Linked DNA regions of Mus musculus: regions 2 and 3 are each linked to region 1. The links are chromatin contacts, called in public ChIA-PET and Hi-C maps. All regions are on one chromosome and are shown on one strand. Each heading gives the region's core, a stretch centred on a gene start, on an enhancer-like site or on the middle of the called end of the contact. The rest is flanking DNA. Distances are from core to core; before and after follow the strand shown. Region 1 has its middle 3.5 kb from the start of Gm30781. Region 2 holds the start of Lrrc61 (leucine rich repeat containing 61). Region 3 holds the start of Zfp775 (zinc finger protein 775).

Evidence for each region. A called contact is a pair of places that touch in the nucleus more often than the background predicts. ChIA-PET counts read pairs in DNA pulled down with a chosen protein or histone mark.
Region 2: a contact with region 1 is called in a Hi-C map of natural killer cells, with 3 times the contacts expected there. The contact joins the promoter of Lrrc61 here to the enhancer-like site in region 1. A contact is called at or near these places in 1 of 39 promoter capture datasets (the HPC-7 cell line), 1 of 15 datasets of contacts at CTCF or cohesin (large pre-B cells), 4 of 484 Hi-C or Micro-C datasets (Th1 cells, group 2 innate lymphoid cells, natural killer cells and 1 more), 3 of 115 datasets of contacts at active chromatin or transcription factors (the 230-238 cell line, CD8 T cells and effector CD8 T cells) and 1 of 9 other capture datasets (embryonic stem cells).
Region 3: an RNA polymerase II ChIA-PET map of effector CD8 T cells shows a contact between it and region 1, with 10 read pairs. The contact joins the promoter of Zfp775 here to the enhancer-like site in region 1. A contact is called at or near these places in 2 of 39 promoter capture datasets (liver and pre-B cells), 1 of 484 Hi-C or Micro-C datasets (B cells), 4 of 115 datasets of contacts at active chromatin or transcription factors (the 230-238 cell line, CD8 T cells and effector CD8 T cells) and 2 of 9 other capture datasets (adipose tissue and liver).

The regions. Positions count from the first base shown.
Region 1 is chr6:48,800,318-48,804,335 of GRCm38.p6, reverse strand. No RefSeq gene overlaps it. Among named protein-coding and RNA genes, the nearest start is that of Gm30781, 3.5 kb to the right of the region's middle. Within about 2 kb of position 2,230, at least 56 of the 459 cell types and tissues checked have an H3K27ac peak or open chromatin away from gene starts, as enhancers often do. A contact at or near this core is called in the 230-238 cell line, CD8 T cells, the HPC-7 cell line and 5 more, where this site is marked.
Region 2 is chr6:48,552,873-48,556,890 of GRCm38.p6, reverse strand. It overlaps Lrrc61 (leucine rich repeat containing 61), which reads right to left and starts at 2,092. Exons shown (of 3, transcript NM_177736.3): 1 at 1,909-2,092.
Region 3 is chr6:48,600,315-48,604,332 of GRCm38.p6, reverse strand. It overlaps Zfp775 (zinc finger protein 775), which reads right to left and starts at 2,326. Exons shown (of 3, transcript NM_173429.3): 1 at 2,213-2,326.

The DNA of each region.
Region 1 (4,018 bases), core at 981-3,480:
TTTGACAAAGAACATGGCTACTTTCAATCAAAAAAGTCTGCCTACAGCTAAATTGAAGTGTTATGGATTAACAGCTATAGCAGAAGCCTAACACTAGGCTTTAGCCTAGTGTTGACTGTCTTGTATGGTTATTAGTGGCCAGACTTACGCAGATCTATAATGAAAAGAAGCAAACAGAGCAAGGAAAAATACAAACTGAACAGTTTGTAGAGAAAAGGAGCACCAGAAAATGTATACAAAGAAAACCATGATGCTAATTAGAGTAAAGGGAGTGATGACCTCAGAGCAAGACCCCACACAACCAAGCTTCCAATTTATGAAAAGGAATGAAAGAAAAGTGAAAAAGAATTAAAGAAAAGTTTAGATCTGGGTGTAGTGATGAACAGCTTTAATCCTAGAATTCTGGAGGCAGATATCTGTGTTTGAGAGCAGCCTAGTTGCTCTCAACAGATGGAGTTACAGGATTGCCAAGCTTAGACAGTGAAGAAAACCATCAAAGCCAGAAAGCTGGTGAAAATTTATTTGAACAAGGGGTCCATGTTCCAGTGCCTGGGTAACTGCTGCCTGTCTAGCCAGCCATTTTATGCTGTTACTGATGTTACAAGGAAACTTTCTCATGTGTTGTCACTACTGTTACTAGGAAACTTGCTGATGCCTGAGTTGAATGCATATTCTGTTATGTTCTATGCTTTGAGGTTCTTGGAAATCAAACACAATAGAGGTCAGTCAGAACTGCTTTGAATAGTTAGCCACAAGAAACTTGGACCTGAACCAACTGTTCAGCAGCATTTCCTGCACTTGTGTATGAAAGGCTGACTCTGGGATGTACCCCAACATAAGAGAGACACCTGTACAACTATAAGAAGTCATTTGGAATAAGTCTTCCACTTTGAGTAGGGATCAAGTAAAGTTTTAAGTTCCCAAAACCTCCCTGGGAATTGACACCGTACTTGACAGAAAGACACACATTTATGGGTAACTGAAATCCTTTTGGCAAGTTAAGACATGAATGTTAGGCAAGGCAAGTCCCCTGCCACAGTAGAATACTCCCAACAAATGGGAACAGGATAATTGTACAACAAAGACATGTTTGTAAGGAAGTGTCCCATCCCTAAATCCTGATTGATGGAATAACTTGGCACAGATGTTTGTGGATTTCAGGCTTAAAAGATCTATAGGATTCTAACTCAGTGTAACAGCCTCCCCTGTGGCCCCAAAAATCAATCAGTCCTGGGGAAAATTCCCAATAAACTATCCATGTATGAGATTAGTGTTGGTGTGGTTTTGGGGGTGAATCCCAAACCCCAATACCAGAAAGCAGCAGAATTTACATCTTGGGCCACATTCTGGTTTTAGAGCAGTGGTCCTCAACCTTTCTAATGCTACACCCCTTTAGTTTGGTCCCTCATGTTGTGACGATCCCATCCACAAAATTATTTCGTTGCTACTTCATAACTGAAATTTTGCTACTGTTATGAATTATAACATAAATCTTTGTTTTCTGATGGTCTTAGGTGACTCCTGTGAAAGAGTTGTTCCACCTCCAAGGGGGTCGTGATCCACCACTTGAGAACCACTGTTTTAGAATTAGGATATAAGAGAGGAATTATAGAATCTCCCTCTGTGACTAAGGTGAGCCACTGAGTCCAGGTGTATAGCAGGGGTATCCCTGCATGGAGGTCCATAGAAGCCATTAAGTGAAGCTCTGAAGATGAAGCCTAGATTGCCATGGAGACCTCAACATGTTGACAGTGCCATAGTTATGGGATACTTGCCAAGGAAAACTTCTAATAGGTAATGGAACCAGCCCAAGTGACAGAAGTATGTTACAGTCAACAAAGATGAGAAGTGTTGGAGATTTAAAGACACTGGGACATTAGGCATGGAAATGCAGAGTTTGGAGTAGCCAGCCCACCATTTCTGTTGGAAGTATGAGATCTGCTTTTTTTTTATTTGATTTTTATAGGGAATTACAGTTAAGAGATTGTCATGAGTCTCAGAAGAGACTTTGAATTTTGGATTTTAATCAACATTGAGAATGATAGATATGGGGACTTTTGAGGTTGGATTTAATGCTTTCTGCATTATGATATGGCTACAAGCCTATGGTGTCAGGGAGTAGAATGTGGTAATTTGAATGAAAATGGCCCCCAGAGGCTCACAGGAAATGTCACTATTGGGAGGTGTGAATTTGTTGGAGTAGGTGTGGCTTTGTTGGAGGAAATGTGTCACTTGCAGTGGGTTTGTGGTTTCAGAGGCCCAGTGTCTCTAAATCTTTCTGCTGCCTGTGGATCTGACTGTAGAACTCTCAGCTACTTTCCAGTGCCATGTTTGTCTGTGAGCAGCCATGCTTCCAGCCGTAATGATAAAGGACTAAACCTCTGAACTCTAAGCCAGTCCCAATTAAATGTTTCTCTTTATAAGAGTTGCCTTGGTCATGGTGTCTTTTTTTTTTAATTGGATATTTTCTCTTTTTTTTTCTTATTAGATATTTTCTTTATCTACATTTCAAATGTTATCTCCTTTCCTAGTTTTCCCTCTGAAAATCCCCTGTCCCTTCCCCCCTTCCTTTGCTCCCCAACCCACCCAATCCTGCTTCCTGGCCCAAGGATTCCCCTATACTGGGGCACAGAACCTTCACAGAGGCCATGGTGTCTCTTCACAGAAAAACAAAACAAAACAAACACACAAAATAGTGAAACAAAAAAGCCAAAAACCCTAAGACAGTCTTTAACAATGAAAAATTTAAAGCAATAGCTAAAGTACTAAAATTATAAGCAGGTAGTATCTCAATTTAGTATCAGCTTATCTAGGAAAATGAAGGAGCTTCAACTTAAAAGAAGTTGGAGACAAAGGTGAAAACTATTTTATGCCCTTTAACCCAAGTCAGTATTTCAGAATAAAGTTGTGAAATTATATAACTAAGTATATGTTTCAATAGTGTATCATAGACTAAGAAATTGCCCAGAAAAAAGGGGTGGAGGAGAAAGAAAGACAGAGAGAGACAGAGACAGAGAGATTTTCTTGGTTCTGCAGGTAGGAAGATAAAGAGCAAGGTGCCAGCATCTGGAATCTGGTTTCCCACATACCTTGCTGCTGTCCTCTCACATGTCCAGTTGTAGAACAAATGGCAGAATGGGGCAATTCATGTGGGCAGCCCTTACAGTGATAGTATCAGTCCTCCATGAGGCTGAGAACTTGAACATCCCTCCGGTGTTCACCTCTCAGTGCTACCGCCCTGGTGATAAAATGACTAGCTCCGGCTTAATTGTGCATACATGGAGGCCAAGGATCACACACTGAAACACACATGTGGATCTATAAGATACATGAACATGAAGAACATGAAGGTTTGCTGCTTGGCTTCTTGGCTCTTGTGTTTTCAGTGGCCGTTGTTCCTGAAAGGGACTGAAGCATGCTGACCATCACCCCCAAGCCCCATGGTGACTGTGGCTTAAGAGAATGAGAGGTCTGGGGCTCTTTCCTTGGAGAGCCTCTGATGTGGTTATTTCTTCAGTGTTCTTTCCCTGGAACTCACCAAGTGCCTGCAATGATCCTCCTCAAAAACCAAGGGCCATGGGCATGTCAGGCAAGCACTAGCTACTAACCCACAACCCAACTCAAGTTAAAAGATTAATGGTGGGGACTAATATCCAACATATATAAAGAACTCAAGAAGGTGGACTTCAGAAAATCAAATAACCCCATTAAAAAATGGGGCTCAGAACTGAACAAAGAATTCTCACCTGAGGAATACCGAATGGCAGAGAAGCACTTGAAAAAATGTTCAACATCCTTAATCATCAGGGAAATGCAAATCAAAACAACCCTGAGATTCCACCTCACACCAGTCAGAATGGCTAAGATCAAAAATTCAGGTGACAGCAGATGCTGGCGAGGATGTGGAGAAAGAGGAACACTCCTCCATTGTTGGTGGGAGTGCAGGCTTGTACAACCACTCTGGAAATCAGTCTGGCGGTTCCTCAGAAAACTGGACATAGTACTACCGGAGGATCCA
Region 2 (4,018 bases), core at 843-3,342, 250 kb after region 1:
AGAATTTACAGAGCGATAGCTTCAGTCATGGCCCTGCAGCGAGAAGCGTGGCAGAGGTAGAGGGGACTTACTCCAGGACCTCCTCAGACACCAAAGACACAGATCAAGGGACACTGTACAGAACCCACACGCCTGCCTCCCCGTTCTGTATCACCAACGAAGTTGAAAACACTGTATTGCTTCAAGACTCAAAACAAGAAAAAGGTTTGTGTTCAGTACTTGTTTCTAGTTTGTCGTTTGTTTTTCTGAAAATCCAGTCCTAATGGTTATAGAACTCGTAGGTACAACACCTTTGGCAGGTCCACTGGAGCGCTGAGAATACTGGAATGCTGGAGGGGTAGAGGAGGGAAAGACTTGGAAGTGTTTCTCAGATGGAGTACAGGGGCCCAGGCAAACAGGAGTAAAACACACCACAGGAAAGAGGTGAAATACGAGGTAAGACACACGGGAAAGGTTTGGGGTGCGTGAAAATAGCAAGGAATCTTATTTTTCCTGACAGACGAGGAAACAGAATGGCCTGCAGGCGTGCAAGCCAATGAAGGGAGGTCGTGGGAAATGATAACTGTCCACAGTCCAAAGCCTATGCGTCCCCCAGAGAAGCCACATAGCTGTAAAACCAGCAACCTGCAGATGAGTAATTTTTGGCATCTGTTCACCTGGACTAGGAGATGCCTCAGCATGTACCCTGTGTTGGCTGATTAGATTAGAACTTTCTCTTGACTATTTTGTCAGTCCTTTTCAGGAGCATGCCCAGATGGGACCTGGCTCCCTAATTCTACCCTGTTACACCGCACAAACATACATCCAGGGGCATTCCACAGTCCCACTCTGTGCAAGCTTGCCAGCCTCCTCTCCTCTCACATTCCTACACCTGGGGAAGAAGGAGCTCTAGTCTCCCACACAACCAGAGAATTTAAGCCAGTCAGTGTGAGATGCCAAAGCTTTTAAATTCAGACTCCATTTTAGAGAATCTGACCTAAGCTTGAACTCAGGTAGACTACAGGCCGGTATCTAGCATTAGTATCCAAGTTGTCCCCACAACAAAACCTGAGCCTAGCTCGTCTCTAGGCTAATCCCCAACAAGAGCAGAGTTTCCAAGTTACACCCCTAACAAGACCAGTATCTCCTGGTTATTCCCCCAACAAACCTGCACCCCAGGTTGCAAGCCCAACCCTTGCCTAATGACCACCCATGCAGAGGGGAGCAGAAGTTAAGTTTATGATGTGACTCCCAGCACCAGCCAGTTATATTAAAGGCCAAAGTAGCTTTCCATTTAGATGCTCGCATTCGTATTCCATGTTTGGTGCTTACTATAAAGCCTTGCCACATAGACATTCGGGGCTCCTCCCCCACCAAAACCGTCCTGTGTGAGGGTGGTGCATTGGGGGGGCTTGAGCTAGCTCGAATAGAATAAAGACCCTGCTGTGAGTTGCATCAGATCAGCTCCTGTGTGTGTGTGTGTGTGTGTGTGTGTTTGGCGGGGGGGGGGGGGGGGTCACTAACTTTTCCCTGGCACAACAGTGGAGGATGTTTTAAACAACACTCCGCCATCTTCTGAGCTCACATAGCCAAAGTGACAAAAGCCACGGATAAGTTCCTGCTGGGAGACTACACTTCCCAGCTTCCTTTGGGGACTACTGAAGTCATTTCCACCCATTTCTGACCCCAATAAGGGGCCGCATCCTTCTTCCTTTGTAGGCATTTTTGCCATTTGCATATCTTGTGACAAATGCTCCCTCACCGAGAATAAACAAGACCAAAACTTTTTCCGCCTTTTTCTCTACGGCTGCTCTTTTAAAATAATCTATCACACTAGCGGAACCCTTGTTGTTATGTATACCAAGAGGCTGTGATTGTGGGATAGGAAATCCAATCCTAATGTCTCCTGGCCACCAAGGCAGCACCCACCTCACCGGCCGCGATTGTTACCGGTTAAAGCGTTCTGTCTGTTAACTGCACTCAGAGCAGTGCCTGGGGCTGAGGGCGTGGCCACTAACCGCGGGCGGTTCCAGAAGAATCCAGCATCCCCCAAACAAACAGAACACGCAACTCGGTTTCTGGCGCAGGCCCAGCCGACCCGGAACCTGCGAAAGGCCGGAAGGGGCGGGGAGTGGTGCGACGCAGAAAAAGTTGTTTTTAAGGGACGCGCTGCGGCTGGCAGGGTACGCAAGTGACGCAGATTACACAACCAGAGGAGCTTCTAGCTCTTTGTGCTGGAACCCGCGGCCAGTGCTGCTGGAGGATTTTGTTCCTGTTAGTTTGGTCATTAGCACATTTGACAGAGCGACGTTGGGAAAGGCATTTATGGTTCCTTAACGAATGTGTTCTGTGACATTCAGTATGCTAGGCTGCAGGCCAGTGGTGACCTAGATTTTCTAACCCGATAAACGGTGCCTGGTACGTGCTCGCCCACCCCTCTCCGAACCCTGCCCCTCACAGCGGTGCAGTCATGCTCACCGCCTAGGACTGCAGACAAAAGGTGCCACAATAACGATAAGAAGGACCCCTTGTGGGAACCTTACCCGTATTTTTAGAAAACTACATCAGAATGTTTCCTGAGATAAATGTGCACTGCCTAGTGATATTCCCAAAGGCCTTGCCCCCAGAGATGTCACCAACGCAAACTGCCACCTTTGTAAATGACATTGTCCAACGGATAAAGAGGTCACCTTAACTAGGCACAGGGGAGAATGCCTCTCACTTTCTTTCACAGGCCACTTGGAAATGTCTACATTGGGAGGGTTTTCCATCTCCTGATGCTTTCTGTGCACTCAGACAAAGCAATCCCAGTTCAGTCCACACCCTTCCAGCCTGGGCTGGCTAAGTATAGGCACAGTTTTGTTGTTGTTCACATCTTTGCACTGTATCACAGTGCAAAGTCCTTAATGAATACGTGTTTGATGACGTTCAGTGTGCTAGGCTGCAGGCCAGTGGTGACCTAGCTTTTCTAATCCGTCAAATGGTGCCCGGTATCCATTTGATCTCCCTTGAACTTCTCCATGTGATGGACCAGCCTGAGTCTATTTTAAGATTAGAAGCTATAAATGTTCCTTCTAGGAAGGTGTGGAACCCCAAGAACCGCACAACTCTTAGCAGAGAGAGTGTCCCAATGGTAGACATGGTAGCCTAGGAACCACACAGCTCAGAGGTAGGACAGTGTCCCAATAGAAGAGCGTCCTGAGACACAGGAGCCCAGGAACCACATAGCTCTGAGAGGAAGCCTCCTCAGCAAGAGGCACTGCAGCTCCCAGGGAAGGGTATACCCAGCTGAGCTCTGGAGCCTCAGCCCCGCTCCACTTCTCTTCATTGCTTCTTTGCTTCTTCTGATGCTAAAAAACAAAAACAAAAACAAAAACATCACATCAGGAATCAAATCTCATTTAAAAAAAAACAAAAACAAAAAAAAAAACAAAATAGGGAGGGTCCAGGGAGAGAGGGGACAAATCCAGGAGTGGCTGCCTCTGCTTCCAGGAGCAGACAGCAAGGCTGTTGAACAAAGGGCAGGGCTTATATAGGATTTCTTATGGATGGAGCTTTTCAGGGCAGAGATTTCCAGGTTGAGGATTGGTGGGATTTCAAGTCCTGAGCTTGGAGAGCTCAGAGATTGGTGAGGTTTCCTATTCTGGGATTGGTGGGGGTTTGTGGGAAGCTCAGGGATTGGTGGGTTTTTTTGCTCAGGGACTGGAGGCATTTTTCACCTCCCTTTCCCTGCTTTGGGCCCATGGCTGAGGCGACATCACTGCTGAGCTTCTTGGGAGTCTGAAGAAGAGGTGTCGCCACCGTGGACAGCTCCTGCGCTGGTATTTCATGAAAGTGGTAGGCTGAGTCAGGAAAGAAAGTGCCACCACCATGGACAGCTCCTAGGACTGCCTTAGGCAAGTCACTTAAGAACTACTGAAGCCATCTCCTTAAAAGGTGGAAGAAAGTTCATTCCTGTTTGCTGTAAAACTTGGATTTGACCCTGTCTTGACCCTTTTCTGGAATTTTTCCACACCCTTATACCGAGACCTCCACCCTG
Region 3 (4,018 bases), core at 1,077-3,576, 200 kb after region 1:
AAACAAACAAACAAACAAACAAAATCAGACTGTGCCCAGCAGCCCATGCAGTGTGAGATCCTCTAGGGCCTGGGCCACACAGAGCCCTTTCCCCTCTACCAACTTAGGTGAGCTGTGTTACCCCAAGTCTGAATCATCAGCCCAAGTTTCTCCCTTGAGCCCACACCCAAGGCCAGCACAGTTCTCCAGGCCTCCACATCACACCTAGAATGGGGATCAGGAACCTAGTGTCCTGGGCCACCGGTCATCAATTCTGAGTCCAGATCTCACCATTTCTCACCTAAATGACTTCAAAAAACAAAACAAAAGAAAAAGCTTAATGCAGCTGTTCTCAGCCTGCGAAACACAAACCCCACTGGTGGCCTAAGACCATATGGGAAAACATAGATATTTACATTATGATTCATAACAGTAGCAAAATTACAGCTATGTAAAATTAAATGAAAATTAATCTTATGACTGGGGTCACCACAGCATGAGAAAGTGTATTCAATGGTCACAGTATTTGGAAGGTTGAGAGTCACCGGCTTAGTGGGTAAAAGTGTTTTGACATGCAAGCCAGTTCTGGATACCTAAGCTTGATACCCGGAATCTATGTAATCCACATGGTAGAGAGGACCAACTTCCAAAAATTCTGTCCTCTGTCCTTTGTCTGTCTCTCTCTCTCTTCCTCTATCTCTGTCTCTCCGTCTTTCTCACACACACATTCAATGAATGAATGAATAATAGTTTTAAAATTTTACTGATTTCTTGGTCCCTCCAAATCCATCTGCCACCAGAACCCAAACTGATCTCTCTCTCTCTCTCTCTCTCTCTCTCTCTCTTTCTTTCTCTCTTGCCCTTTCTCCCTAAGACAGGGTTTCTCTGTAGCCCTGACTCCTGAACTCACTCAGTAGACCAGGCTGGCCTCGAATTCAAAGATCTGCCTGCCTCTGCCTCCTGAGTACTGGGATTAAGGGTGTGGGCCACCACCACCCAGATCCAAACTGATTTTTCTAAAACTGAAATTTTGACATTTTACCCCCTTGACATACTTCAAGAGCTCTCCAACACTTGGAAATTTAGACAAAAATGTCTTGGCAAGGCCATTCAAAACATAGTCTTTGGTTAGCTTTCCCCATTGTCCCCAATATCTAGATTTGTTATGTCCTCACACACCTGCATACCTATAACTTGTCTGTCTTGCAGTGACCTTGCCCATACACCCCCTCCCTGGTCCAAATCAGGGGTCACTTTGCCAGAGACAGACATCTTTGGGAAACTCAAAACTACTGTTTAGCTATGTGTCATCCAAACAAGTACCTGTGGGGTAACTGTCATCATCCATGCTTTCTGTTACCACCAGAAGACCAAACGCATCCTAATACAGGATGCCTCTATCCCTAGCACACAGTCCAGACCCCAGCCTTGTAAACCATTACAAAACACGGTTATGAGGGCTCATTTACATAAACGTCAGCCACAACTGAGTGGTAGAAGCACAGAATCATGGAGCTTCGGAACTGACAGGACACAAATGCTATGGGATGTTTTCATGTTATTAACACAACTAAAAACCAAAAACAAACAAATAAAAATGCAGAGCCTGTCACTTGTCTCCAACCTCAGGTGACCACACCCAACTTGCCACTGCTGCTAGAGACCATTCGGACTCTGTGTCGCCAGACACCACACCCACTGAGACTGCTGCGGTCATTTTACTTGAAAGAAGTCTCAGTAACCACCCCCGAAGACGCGCACACAGTTGTAACTTCTGCGTGCTTTCCTTTTGCTTGTTCTCCGTCTCCACCCTCATCCCGCCTCGCAGAATCGCTTGTAGCCAACACTGGGATTGCTGCCCCCAGAAGCTCTTCTACACGGAAGCAGACACAGACAGGGAGCTCAGAACAACCAGATGGCTCAGTAGGTCCTCTTGGCTCTTCAACAGTCCTACCCTCCTGACCTTACTGCCCTGGCCTGTTGACCTCCCAGCCAACCTCAGGTCCCTCCCAACTGAGCTAGGAAGGGTGCTGGTGGTACAGAAAATTGGGACCCAGAGCTGAGGTGCACGCGGGACTCAGGGCGCCTCAAGGCCCGGGACCCATCCTTCCTCTACAGCCCGGTACACCGGAGCAGCACGGGAACAGCGACCCGGCGCTGGTCCGTCCCTGCACCGCCCCTCCCCGCCAGAATTGCACAGGACTCGGAGGGAGGGGGCCTGAGAAATAAATACCTTTGACTTTGTGGCTAAGGTTAACGGGAACGGCTACCCAAGGGGCGACTTGGGTACCGGGCTCCGGGCCATGGCCAGTCCCGGGGCAGGCGGGGCAGGCGGACGCGTGTGATTGGCTGGTCGCCCTGCACCGCCCCGCTGCGGATTGGCTGAACGGCTCAGATGACACTCCCGGCCCTATTGGTGCAGCCCGCGGGGCGGCCCCTTTGTTCTCCGGAGCCAATAGCCAGGGTCTGACCTCGCCTGCGGCCGCGCGGCCCTAAGCAAAAAATCAGTGAGCTGAACACTGCTGGGGTGGAAGAGGTGGCCCCCTAATGCTCTGTGCCCCGCGGAGCATAGTTGCTGTGCCCGTCCACCAGGTGCCTCGGATCTGCCCACCTTTGAGCGCTCTGCCTCCCGCACAAGCGCGTATTGATATCTGAACTCGCGGCGTAGGTGCGGGGTACCACGGTAGTGAGGTGCCATTAGGTTTCCTTGCTTGGAAGCCATCGCGGGCCAAATAGAACACAGCACTTTTAGGACCCCTCTGGAGAGTATATCTACTTTATTGTGGCTCTTTTTCTTTACTCCCTGAAAGCTATGTTTAGGCGGCATTGCTCACACTTGCCTATTGCACATTGCAGGGCTCTTTTGCCTCGTGAGGGTACAGTGAGCCATCATCAGCCAGCATATCATCAGACCACACTGAGTCATGATAAATTATGTTTGGAGCTGTTTGCAAGTGGCTTTGGAAATCATTGCATTCGGGGAGCTTTTTCTAGCTGAGAAAACAGGTCTGAAGAGGTTACCTAACCGCATCTAATTTCACTATGCACTAAGGTTCTGTTGAGTGAAATATCTTCTAGCTGCTAACCAGGTCCAGACTGCCAAGAAGGGTGATTGGTTCCCAAACACCTCCAGGAAAGTGTTTTCATTCCCACCCTTTCCTATACATCTGATAGAATTCCTCCCACCTCTGCCTTGAGTTTGGTCGCAGCTGGGTAATCACAGTGGGGTCAACTGGAAAGATACTGCATTTTCTCTCCAGAGCTACTTTGGAGGTGCATTTGGGACCAGGATGGATGTCCTGTAACCCCTACCATGGCACCAATCTGTAACTGTTCAAGCCTCTAGGCCCCCAGCTGCTGTTCAGCTGTCAAGCATTGTGGAAACTGGGGCCAAGTTTCTAGCCATTTTCCACTAAATTCATGTGCAGTCATCACAAGAGAGAGTTTTCTGTTTCTGGACTTTGATGTGTTTGCCTGTGAAATAGATGAGTGAGTTTTCCCACCTGCTTATGTGCCTTTCTGGATTTTCATTCCTACCTCTCAGAGCAGCATTCTAGTTTCAGATCCTCCACCAGCTAGTGTGGCCCAGGAACAACACTTCCTATCCAGAGTGACAGACTCTCCAGACTGACACTCAGGACCAAGGCTGTTCCAGAAGTGGAAGAATGAAGCACAGTAAGTGAAGGCTAGCCTATCTTACACACTGAGATAGTTCGTTCAAGGCCAGCCTGGAACTGTATTAGATCCTGTCTCAAAAAATAAATAAATAAATAAATAAATAATTTTTAAAAATGTTTAAAAAGAAAGAAAAAAAGCAAACTATGTATTGATGCACATACACAGAGTCTATATTATAAAATCTGTGAGGGGGGGTTGGTGCATGTGGGGGCCAGGGGGTCACATTATGCATCTTCAGGCACCTTCCATCTTGTTTGAGACAAGGTCTCTAATTAGCTGGAACTTCATCAAATAGGCTAGGTTCACTGAGGTGGCCAGCAAGATACTGGGATCTCAGTATCTGTGGGATTGTGACCCACCA